Linked DNA regions of Sparus aurata: region 2 is linked to region 1. A link is a contact called in public Hi-C data. All regions are on one chromosome and are shown on one strand. Each heading gives the region's core, a stretch centred on a gene start, on an enhancer-like site or on the middle of the called end of the contact. The rest is flanking DNA. Distances are from core to core; before and after follow the strand shown.

Region 1 (6,095 bases), core at 2,227-4,726:
TATAAACATCTGACAAACCTAATCAACATTTGTAAGAAGTAGATAGAGTAATAAAGCCTCTCCATCCCTGGCACGGATGATGATTTGAGCGTTTGCCTCAGCTACACTGACAGATTATAAAATATAATAGTTCAGAGCTGATCTGTTCTAATGTGAGAAACAGGGGGCATCAATATATAGATGGATGCATGCATCACTTGCTGCTTAAAATAAAGGTGAAGACGATAACCTCATATATCTCACTGCAACCCTGATCGCCACGATAAATGCTGGCGGTGTGCGTTCCTGCTCCCATATTAGGCGATGAAAGATTGAGAATTTGGACAGACTCCTTGTAGATGCTCATCATCCCTTTTTCCTTCCCTCCCCTCTCTCACAGTTAAATTTGCACATCTTCAGTCGTGTTTGTGTCAACCAAAACAGGTATTTTAAGCCAAAACTTAAAGGTGCACGCTGTAGTTTTGGAGATGAACTTTTAATCAGAAGAGAAAGATCTCCCTTGCTTGATAAACAACCTCTCTTTATTTTGGTGACTGAATTAACAAATTGACCCTAAAGGACTACACAGTTTTATACTGCTTTACTTACGTCAGTACGTGGCGGACCCTGCCACCTTTCTAGCTTCAAACTGTGTTCTTTTTTCCTCTGAGAACAGCTTGTTTGTTAAGTTATGGGGAAAAAAATTCTGAGTTTGTATTGTAACCTTTTAATATTGTAGATATTAGAATTCTCCAAAGCTACATAGTGCCCCTTTAATATTTTCCTAACCTTTACCAAATGGCTTCTGTGCCTAAACCTAACTAGAGGATAAAACTGAAAATGAAGCAGCATCATAGAGAAATTTCATTTTTCGGTTTCAACATGTCAGTGGTTTGCAGGTTGCACATGTATTCACACAATTGGGTTGATTTACACTCAGCCACAGGTGTTGAAGGTAGTGAAGGCGATCCCAGGTTGACAAATACGGATGTTTTTGGTTAGAATTCTGGTCTCAATATTGTCATAAAGCATCTGTATTTAATGACCTGGGAATGAGACTCAACAATCAACTATCTTTCTCCACAATGGCCTTCCCTCCCTTCAATACCGGCGCAGGCTATTCTTAACAACACCATTGATTAAACACAGACATTCTTAAATCAATCTGTGCTGGTGCGAACACTGTACAAAGCTGCACTGGAAGCATTTGAGGAAAAACAGGAAGAGGATAAAAAGAAATCGAACTCGGCCACTAATGACTGAGCTTCTATTGGAACTGACACTCAAGCCCCTCCATTGCTATTCATCCACGGTCACTGGAGGCGTCCTTGTCATCTTCCTAGCAGAGCAGCAGTCCTGCCTTCCAGCCCATTATTTCATCTGCGATGCACTGAATATGCACAGCGAGCGGAAAAGTGAAAGCGAGGAGGAGGGGGGGGGAGTAAAAGAAAATATGGGTTAGAAGTGGGAGGCGACACTGAAGTTTTTAAATTGAGACAGACAGGAGCGATGAAAAAGCACGAGGGAGGATGAGAGTGCGAAGAACTCGGGTACAAGGCAACATGACAGAGCAACAGGGATCTCGGAGATGAGAACCCAGAGCGAGATAAAAGGCGGGAAGAGGTGTTAAGGAGAGGAGTTAAACGGCGGGAGCATATGACACAGAATCTTCACCAGGGCCCCTCCAGGGCATCGCATGTGACAAATCTTTGTGTTAAGGAGCTATGGAGATCGTGCATATGGCCGGCATGTAAAATTGATGGGCGCGCGAGTGCCCGTCTCTCCCGCGTGGCACGATAAGCCCTGCGGTGATTTTCAAGCCATTTCAGCGTTGTCGCTCCTCAGCCTGTAGTCGGTTCAGCTCGTTAAAGATTTAAAAGACAAAAGCGAACGAAGGAAGAAGCTCAGCAGAGGGGAGGACTAAAAAAGGGGTGACTGGGAGAGACGAAAGGAGATTTGTTGCGCGTCTGTCGGAAGGGAACAAAAGGGGTGACGGACGGGTGATTGATGACGGGTGGTGAGATCAAACGACAAAGCAAAGAGCGGAGGTGAATCGAAATAGCGACGGAAATAAAAAGGGGAGGAGGCACAGAAAGAGGGGAAGTGGGAGTTTGTTAAGCCGGCCGCTCGAACACACCCTTCCACGGGTCAAGGGGTCAAGCCTCTGGAGTGTGTGCATGTGTGTGAATAGCTGTGTTTGCTCCGATACACACACACACACACACACACACTGCGTCCTTTGAATGAATGCTTCCTTTGTCAGAGTTAGTTGACTTTGTATAGATTCGATACAACACAGCCAGAGTCGGGGGAGCGTATGTGAGCGTGGTTTGCAGTTCGGGTGAAACCTACACCTGCTTAGATCAAACATATTTATCATGAAGGGAAATAAACGCAGGCGCTTTTTGCGACCGCCGTGACAAACTCCCTCTTTCTGCGACTTTTCTTTCCCAGACGTTTATTGATGGCTCATTGATTTCGCTGCCTGTTCTCCCTTCATCGCTCTCCTGGGATTACCGAGCTTTAAGCCAGTGACTCACAGAAGATGGAGTGAAAGCTCCCTCATTGAGCCGCTCTGCCTGTCTTCCCCGCCGCACTGACTCGGGATCAGATAAAAAAAAAACAAAAAAAACTTACAAGACTACACTAATCGCAGCAATTAAGGGAGCGAGAAGTTCTGGGAATATCAAACGTACCTTTCTGTGCGGGCGGCGAGGCAGGCAGCAGGGCGAGGAGGGGTCTTCATCCCTCTTCCTGGCTTCTTTCTTTAGTGTTCGAACATAAGAGATTCTCCTCTTAACGCTCCTGTCCTGCTCCCCTGCCTCTGCTGCAGAGACCTGTTTGGTTCTGCCGGGCTGGGTGGGACGTCCCAGTGTCAGGGCCGCAGGTGCTCCCCGCCGCGCCGTCTCCAGGTAGACGTGAACGCACACACACACGGCGGTGAGGAGGACGCCCACACGCAGCAGCAGTCCCCGGGTGAGTCGCTCTTTGCCCATGTGCATCGGCTAGTTTGTCCCCCCCCTTGTCCAGCCTCAGTCCATCATCTCAGCTGCTGTGAGAACTGCTGCTTTGCCCTTTGCCTCTTCTATCCCATTCTTGTCCTCCTCCTCCTCCTCAAAGACTTCTCTTCTCTTCTCTTCTCTTCTCTTCTCTTCTCTTTTCTTCTCTTCTCTTCTCTTCTCCTCATTCCCCTCAGGTCCGAAGTCCAACACCAGTCAGGCCGGCATGCCTCAAGTTAATGAACCACAAGCATGTCAAGTTCACAAACCGGACCCGCATGTGCGCGCCTGCACCTCAAACCCTCCGGATGGTTTTGCGAGTGTGTCACTGGGGCTCTTGCGAACAGTTTCACAATTACAATGTGTGCCGCCCCTCTTTGAAAAACTTCAGGATACTCCCTCCTCACGCTCCTCTCTCAAGTCTCCCAAAACACACACGCCCCTTTAATTTGCTCTCTTTCTTTTCTGTGCATCAGGCTCAGATCACACACACACACACGCACACACACACACACACACACACACACACACACACACACACACACACACACACACACACACACACACACACACAAACACACACCCTCTGTTGCTCTCTCGCCTCTCCCTAAGGGTTTACCTCTCCCGCCCCGCAGACTCTCGGGTTTCTCTGTAACTCTAGATGTGGGCAGGGTCTGCGCTGCGGGCCCATGCAGGTCCCCTCTCAGCATCTGCGAGACAAGCTGGCTCTCTCGGCGAACCTGACAGCTGAGCCTGGATCTGCAGAGTGGGAAATATTGCCCACATTCATGCTGTCATTGATGTTTTATTACAAGGATCAGCTTGTAGACGTTTTATCTTACAGTCATCTATAAGAGACTGTTTGATCATTACTCTCAGAGCCTATCAGGGGGTTCCTCAAGTCTCTGTTCCTGTTATTGGCCCCGATCAGCCAGTTCTCTAAATCTCTGGCAACTTACTGAAACTAACTTCTATGATTTATTCCTCTTGGCAGTGACTCTAAAAAGTGATTAATTTGTGATCCAACAATGGCCTCACTGTCTCCTCAAGTTAACTTAATCATTGATTTTCCTCCAAAGACGTCCAAATCTGCTGTTGTTTGTGCGCAAATGAACAATCAGAGCCCCCCACTCTCCTTGTGCGCCTGTTTATTAAATATGTTTATTGATATTTTCAGGCCGAGAGAGAGAAGACATCATTGATCAGGCCTGCCAAAGCGGATTATTTTTTTTTTGGTGGGTGGGTGGGGGGATTGGAGAAAAAAAAGGGGGCTGCTTGCAACAGTTTCACTTGGATTGGAAAGCGGGATTTGCCTGGCTTCACAAAGCGTCCTGACACGGCTAAATAAATGCAGGATAACGATAAGGCTGCCTTCGTTCTGCTGCTCGGGATCAATGACAATCTTTCGGGCTCAGATATCGGCGCGTAAGAAGCTCTCTACTGCCCTCTGTGAGGTAGAAATAAGACTTCCCCTGCTTCTCTAGTCATGAGAGCTGGAGTTGTAGACCTAAGTCTTTGATTCTGATCAGTTTCCTAATCATTTTGCTTGCAGAAGACAATAACATTTAAAACATTCATGCATTTTTGAATCTGACATTTCTTTGGAGAGACAGTGACAGGGTGAAATATATTCAAAAGTATACACTATGGACATTATCAAACTGTCATATAACCCTTCACACAATGGCTTTGCTTGGTTTGGATGCATTCAAGTAGCTTATGCCTTGTGTAAGATGCACAAAGCTTTATATGAAGAAGAAAAATAACATATTGCTAAATGACAACAGTAACGATTCGATCTGTCAAATTGCGTTGCATGAAAGATTTGTGTGTGATTTAGTTGTCATAGTCCCACGGGCCGGTCTGATGTCGCTGCGTTGGTGTCTCGTTCCTGGAACATCGAAATTAACGTTGTTCCAGGATCATGATTTGTACTCAAGAAGAAGCCACAAAAAAAAACTAAAAACTAAAAAACAAAACAAAAAAAAAACACATTTAAAGCATTCTTGTAAATAAATGAATAAATAAACTGAACCAGTCTGCTTAGTTCTGTCTACAACTGGATCCCTGTCACCTGTATGCACCGGTGGTCACATTTATAGATTATCATTCATTGGTAGGCCTTGTTGCCATGGGGATGTATATTTATTTTTATTTTGTGTGTATATATATATATATATATATATATATATATATATATATATATATATATATTTTTTTTTTTTTTTTTTTAATCCCTTCATCTCAACAGATTTGTGGAGATTTCCTTGTACAGTAATCTAAATTTCAGAAGACCTAGGAATCAATTTGGTAGCATGTGTAAAATACATGTAGTTTTCATTTATTATAAATCACTCTTGGCAATGTATGAATTACCTTGATGTGGTTAACACAAGCAGAAGTTAAGTGCTTCGAGCTATAATGAGATAGATGCCACTCATGGAGACGATCTCTACTGCCATCCTGTGGTCAGTGATGAACTCTGATTGCCTCCATCTGGAACAGATCACATTATGAGGTGAGTGTGTGTGTAAGCCCGATGGGATGTAGGTCACAACCGGCGTTGGTACTGGAAGCAACGTGAGGATCCAGAAAGAGTGAACTCAGATTTATGTAAAAATGAAGCGGAGCAACGGTATGTTAGGGAATGTCTTTACGGTGCAGTGCGTGGCAACATGTGCTTGAAGGGCGACCTGTTTCTGCTGAGCCTCCACACAAATATTCTTCTCGCAACATGAGCAAAGTGACTCACATTTTAAGACACATGTTGTGTATCACATGCAAGAAGAAGAAGAAGAAGAAGAAAAATGTCTCTGTTGTGGTTTTTTCCAATTGAACACAGAAGATTTTTTTCTTTCCGTTGACTGTATTACACATACTGTAATGATTTGTCAGGATTTGGCCCGAATCCACCGCCACATGGAATGCATTCGTGTCCGGCGGGCTGTTTTTTCTTCTTCTTCTTCTCTCCTCGGTCCAAAATGAGTTCCAGAGAGAACAGGTCTTGTTCACTTGATCCGCTTGGCTCCTCCTTGTTCAAGCTGTAGAGCTGCAGCAACTGGTCGACTGAAAGAAAACAAATAGCCGACTGTTCCGACGATCGATTAATTAGTTTGT
Region 2 (6,095 bases), core at 2,357-4,856, 140 kb before region 1:
GGCCTGTTTACATTTGTTTTATCTGAGGATGAGAGATTGAGGGGTGTGTAGGCGTGCCGCGGACTGTGTCGGTGATAATAGAGTGTGTAGGAGGGAGGGCACACAAACAATTGTTCACAGGGCTGTCCTGTCTTACTTTAGCAGAATTGCCAACGCAGACAAAGATTCCCCACCTGTGCACCCAAAACAAAGAATCCCAAGCTATTAAGATTAAGGACAATTCTTTTTTTTTTTTAGGTTTAGGTGATGAAACTCACAAGAAAAATGTTTTCTCAAGCTGCAATAATAACAGATCACAGCGTAGAAGTCATCGATTTGCCAAGTTCACACGATTTTCCTGCGTTTAGCTGCACGACACACGGTTTGACCGGGGGGAAACCTCTGTGAAAGCAAACCATTATTTCTCTGAATAGATGTGTTTAACTGCTGAATGGGAACATGGCTAATGAGGAGGAGACGGTTTCAAATGAGTCTCAGGTCTTTAAGAGAGCCATTATAGAGAAAGAAAGGAAAATCACCATCAGGAATGACTTTCCTTCCTTTCCTATAGAGAGAAGACCTTAAGACACTTCACCGTCTTGTCCTCAAACTGTTCATTAGTGTCCTTATTTGCACCATGATCTCCTCTGTACATTCCTCTAATCTTCTCATACACTGAGAAGTCTGGTCAAACAGACACATCTCATCCAGAAATGACGCATCCAATTATGATGAATTTGTGCCTCTATTGAAGCTGTGAGTCATGTAATGGCTATCTAAATAAAAGATTTCCAATACTAAGGCACTGCAGATAATCCACCTGTGAATTACAAACAATACAATCAACAAGCTTCCAAAATTAACAAGTGTTTAATGTAGTATATGTACAGTTGAAAACAAAACATTTCTAAACACGTTTGGCATCTTCTGAGGTTTTTATTAGCAGATGGGTGCATGACCAGCATGAGTATCAATACAGAAAATACATTCTTCAGAGTCTCTATTTGTTGTACAACTCACACTTGATCAAACTTATCAAATAGTTTCTTCCAAGTAATTACATATTGTGTATTATCACATGAATTACACATGAATGATTGGCACCATTAGATGTAGCATCGCTTTCATATACTGCAATAATACAGCAAATATCACGCTGGTTTGGATGTTTGGTTGTGGCATAAGGCAAACTTTATGTGTAACTGTCTATTTAGGTGAAAAACTGTTGTATACATTCTTGTTGAAAGGTCTTTATACAGCAATGAAAATAAAAACTGACTGTGCGCAAGCTGGGGAAAAGACAAAACCATTCTCATTTCACCTCGATGTCTCACGTGTTACAAAATCTACTGGGACTCTTAGTATGATGCCATCCTTTGTCACCTGCAATAGTGTACAGTTATCGGGTTTGTGGGTTGGGATTATAAAGGGATAACCAACAAGAAAGTGACAAGAACTTATGTATAACTCAGTTTAGTCACTTGATAGTTAAGTCCTGCCACAACCAGTGCTGTTAAGACAAGATAGCAGCTTTCTTAATCTTTGTCTGCTCGCATAATGATACGCACACTTTACATTTGTACATAGTTTCCAAAAAGCAGGGACAGAGCATAGAGAGATATGAGTGAAAGGCATAATTAAGGTTCAAACATGCTTAAATCACTAACTTTTCAGTCCGAGAAGCCATGGTGGGTTTCCTGTCTCTGCAGGATGAACCCAGCATGACCACCAGAGATCAAGAATATGACAGTGGTGCCATCTAGAGGCAGAACTGAGGTACTCCATCAACAAACGTCTTATAGCTTTCCCATGCATTTAATCCCTGTGTACACAGACCTCTTGTTTTATTTCATGACAACGTTGTCCTGAGGTGGTCTTTTTTTTTCCAGTGGGTCCCTTTTAAACACCAGGCGGTATCATGACTCCTCTTCATTGTAGAAAAAGATGTAGTAGAAGAGGGCACTGAAAACCAGCAGAGCGACCGATAGCAGCATGTTTTTCCGATTCTCTCCTCTCAGTGTCTCGAGCTCCTTATCTAGAAACGAAAAACAAATCCCATGTGAAGGCACTCTGTACGTTAAAGCATTAAACTGGTCACAACCTGCAATTGATCCACCCGAGACATATTGCCCTAAGGACTGACTTGATGTACAAAATAGGACTATCAAAATATGTATCAGGGTTTCCATCATGGCTCTGATAGAAACTTTCATGCGGTTTCTGTGACTTTTCAAGTCAACTCAAAATCACTTCTATGACTTAAGAATCTTTCCCGATTTTAAAGAGGCACTATGGAGTTTGGGTGGGATGTTTAGATATATTCATTTTCTTTCCATAACTGAATAAACAAGCTGCTCTTTGAGGAAAATAAGGTCCCCAAAACACTTGAAGCTAGAAAGGTGGCAGGGCCCGCCTTATATAAACAAAGTAAACAGTATGAAGATGTGTTGTACCTTGAGGTCAGTTTGTTTATTTAGTTTGTTTAGGTATAACAAAACAAAAAAATCAGTCAATGATGATCTTTCTCTTCTGATTAAAATGTATCCACCAAAACAACATAGTGCACCATTAAACGTTGTTTATCAAATATGTATTTGTGGCTACATGAATGGTAAATGTAGTCATTTCACTCATTACAACACACCAGAGCAACGCACCCATGCAAAGCAGTGGTCTGTTTGTCGTTGTGTTGTTTATTTCTGTTTTTAGTTTGTCTTGTAATGCAATTCTTTGCAATTTGGTGCTGCAGAACAGTCCAGAGCCTGTCATACATTTTAACATGGGAAGAGCTACTTTTCCTGTATAATGATAATAAAATTAAAATGACATGCGGACAGTGAACCATCCCCACAGTGATATTTGATCCGTGCAAGCTTACCCAACTTTTGCACCCTCTCGTTCATGATTGACATTTCATCTTCCAGTTCCTGCCTGTGGACCAAGCAGCAATATTAATCAACAAGAAAGTAATTTATTAGGTTTCTTAACAAGCTAGTGAGGTGCTGACATAAAGTGGTGATTTTAACTGTCACGGTCTCCATCACCATTTCCATCTTCATCATTCTTACCTTTCCTTGTCAGAGAGCTTCTCTTTTCTGCTCTTGAACTCTGCCCTTTCCAGGTTGTCTTTACAAAGCGCCTTCCGCTCCTCCAAACGGTCAATCTGCAACATTTATAAGCAGGATGCAACAGGAAGTTTAGCTGGATAGCGCAACATTAACAGAGACAGTTAACTAGACATGAATGAATGAAACGTGTGTAGCATTAGCAAGCGCAAGCTAAAGCTAACCTTCTAGCTGACGTTAGCTGGACAGCAAAAGCCAACGCTCTAAAAAGCCTCACCTCAGTGGCGACACTGACTTTCTCCCGTCTTTTATCCTTTAATTTAGCCATTTTGTGACCTGCTGATGACAGCCTGGATGAGCTGGATAAACTGCGACTATGCGGAAGTGATTTTCTTCTTCGTGATATTATTCGTTGGGCTTTAACGACTGTTGTGGCATACAAGCTTACAGGCGCAGTAGCGCCACCTACTGGGCTGGAGTGTGGCGCAGTAGATTGGCAGGAGAATACATGGATAAAAATCGACAAAAACATTTTTTTTTAAATTAAATTAAATTTAAAAAATTGTCTCTCTCTCTTGACCCTGTCTCTTTTGAAACGTTAAATACGCCGAGTAACCTGCTTTCTTACTTTAAAAGAAATGTTTTTTTACTATCACTTGAGCTAGCTAGCTGCACCTGGAGTCATTAATTAGCACCTGTGTTAGCCTACTTTTAAAATACCATTTAAAATACCTGCTTTTAAAAAATTGGCTATTTATTTAATTTATATTACAGATATAAAATCCCTCATGCCATAACTTTTGTAAAATTCAGTCGTTTTTTTTAAGAGTCAAGAATTTTATCCTACATTATCACATCATTTTCATACATGCTAATGTGATGTTAGCTTAAGTATGAACTATTGCTATTAGCTCGGCTGTTGTGTCTCCCGGACTGAAGCTGTCATCCTCCTCTCTGCAGCAGACAGGTGAGCCAGAGTCCAGAGAGCTGTTGTTGACCGCTGGTAATCGGATTATGTGACCTAAGAGGGACAGGACGTGATCAGCTGAGAAGGGAAAAGGGACGAGGCTGTCCATTCTCCTCTCTGACAGCGTCTTTTATTTGAGAGAAGACAAAAAAATGCCTCTTTTTATAAACAGGGATCAGATATTCGCACATCAGGTCCACCTGCTGGAGCACAAGCTGAGGGTGAGTCAGTGAAGTGTTGGATTTGTTTAGTAAAAGTTGTCCAGACTCCAAATAAGTCTTGACACTCTATTTTTAGATGTCATTTATATATTATATATTCAACTGTGTTTTCAGAGCAAAGAGGAGCGAATACTGGAACTGGAGACTGAGAATGCTATTCTACATTTAAGGCTTGCAGAGGTAAGAAGATGTCTGCCATTCATTTCTGACAGGCTTAAACCTGTAGGCCTCCCTGATAATTATCTATTCTGGATGAGCTTAAGTCTTTTATATTTATTCCTTATTTCTCCTGAGTTGTCTGTTTTTTGTGAACGGCTGTTTTTATATGAATGTGCCATGTGTGTGTTTTTGTGTGTTGTAGACACTTGTGTTAAAGGGGCACTGTGTAGTTTAAGAGAACCAATTCAAACACTAATATTTACAGTATTAATGAGGTAATAATACAAACTCAGGAATATTTATTTTCCCCACAACTGGTTGAACAAGCTGCTCTCAGAGGACAATAAGGTCCCCATAACACTGTTAGAATCTAGAAAAGGTGGCAGGGTCCGCCACATTGAAATTGTGTTGTCCTTTAAGATCAGTCTGTTCGTTCATTATTTCAGTCATGAAAACAAAGCCAATTTCTGCATTTAGTTTGTTTAGGCACAAAAAGATCTTTCTCTACAGATTCAAATATATTCCCCAAAACTACATGGTGCATATTTAAAGTCAGCCGGTTTCTAAACCTCTCTGGAAACTGGATCTTGTGATTTTAATTGTACTCGGAATGTGTATCCAAAAGGCACTGTATATCGTATAATATTTTTTACGGCTTTCAAATAGCTCTCCAACTATTTTTCCATAATTGGTATATCGGTGTCAGATGATCTTTTGAAGAAGAATAACTTGATAACTCTGATTTTAGCTTCTTAAATATGTGCATTTTCTGGTTTCCTTATTCTACTTTGACGGTAAACTAAATGTCTAAATGTCGCTGCCCAAGATCCAAATACAGATGGTTTATGTTGATGCCAACAGATGTTTAGGCTGCTAATTCTACCTACTTCCTTCATTTCGCATATTTCCTCCAAGACACAAGTCTTCAGTAGACTGTCAGTTTGATTCATGTTTATTCTCAATGCTTAAACAGCCTGACAAATTTCTGGTGACTTTTTAATGTAATATGAGTATTTCAATTCTTAGCAACGGACATAACTCACAAATTGAACATCTAGTCTCCTAACAAAATGGTCAATGGGCTGGAATGAAATGAAAGAGTGGACAGAAAAGAACAGCCTCAAGAACAATCATGTGTTGTTTTAAAATTCAGTTTCACAATTAAGCATCACATAATACAATATATTTCAGCTGTTAGTCGTACTGTAGCTTTGCATAAAGAAGTATGAATGAAGTGGCCGAGCTGCACAGAATAAGTGTGATTTATGTTCTTTCCTTTCTAGTGTCTGGGGAAACTCCGCCGAGACCTGGAAGAGGAGCCCAAGGACCTGAACCACCATCAGCACCAGAAGAATGCACAGAGGATCACCCGATCAGCCCTCACCAAACTCCTTCACGAGGTCCAGGTATGAGCGTGTGTGCACACTGAAGGTCGTGAATTGTCTTTCCGTCTGTTTTGCTGAGATGTTTCAATGAACAACATCCAAAGTCAAGAAAGGAAATTAAGCGCAGCCGTAAACAATTAACTTGTGCTCTCTGTGTGTTGGTGGCAGGCCGTGAAGCAGGACTTGAGTGAGGTTTTTGCCGTGTATTTGAGTTTCGCCACTGAGCTGGAGGAGCAGAGCAAGCAGCTACTGAAGAAAGTGGAACAAGCCAGCTGTTCTCTGAACGGTCACCGTGCAGACGAGGTCCAGAGTGAGTATC

What was found. A called contact is a pair of places that touch in the nucleus more often than the background predicts.
Region 2: a contact with region 1 is called in a Hi-C map of skeletal muscle, with 4 times the contacts expected there. The contact joins the promoter of kif25 here to the promoter of mettl24 in region 1. A contact is called at or near these places in 2 of 2 Hi-C or Micro-C datasets (skeletal muscle and an unstated tissue).

The regions. Positions count from the first base shown.
Region 1 is chr22:19,421,173-19,427,267 of fSpaAur1.1, reverse strand. It overlaps mettl24 (methyltransferase like 24), which reads right to left and starts at 3,476. Exons shown (of 5, transcript XM_030406082.1): 1 at 2,676-3,476. The coding sequence starts at 2,981.
Region 2 is chr22:19,563,402-19,569,496 of fSpaAur1.1, reverse strand. It overlaps kif25 (kinesin family member 25), which reads left to right and starts at 3,606. Exons shown (of 15, transcript XM_030406073.1): 1 at 3,606-4,232; 2 at 4,347-4,412; 3 at 5,675-5,797; 4 at 5,945-6,086. The coding sequence starts at 4,164. ccdc167 (coiled-coil domain containing 167) reads right to left here and starts at 3,441. Exons shown (of 4, transcript XM_030404464.1): 1 at 3,322-3,441; 2 at 3,048-3,142; 3 at 2,858-2,910; 4 at 896-2,014. The coding sequence starts at 3,372. The coding sequence ends at 1,896.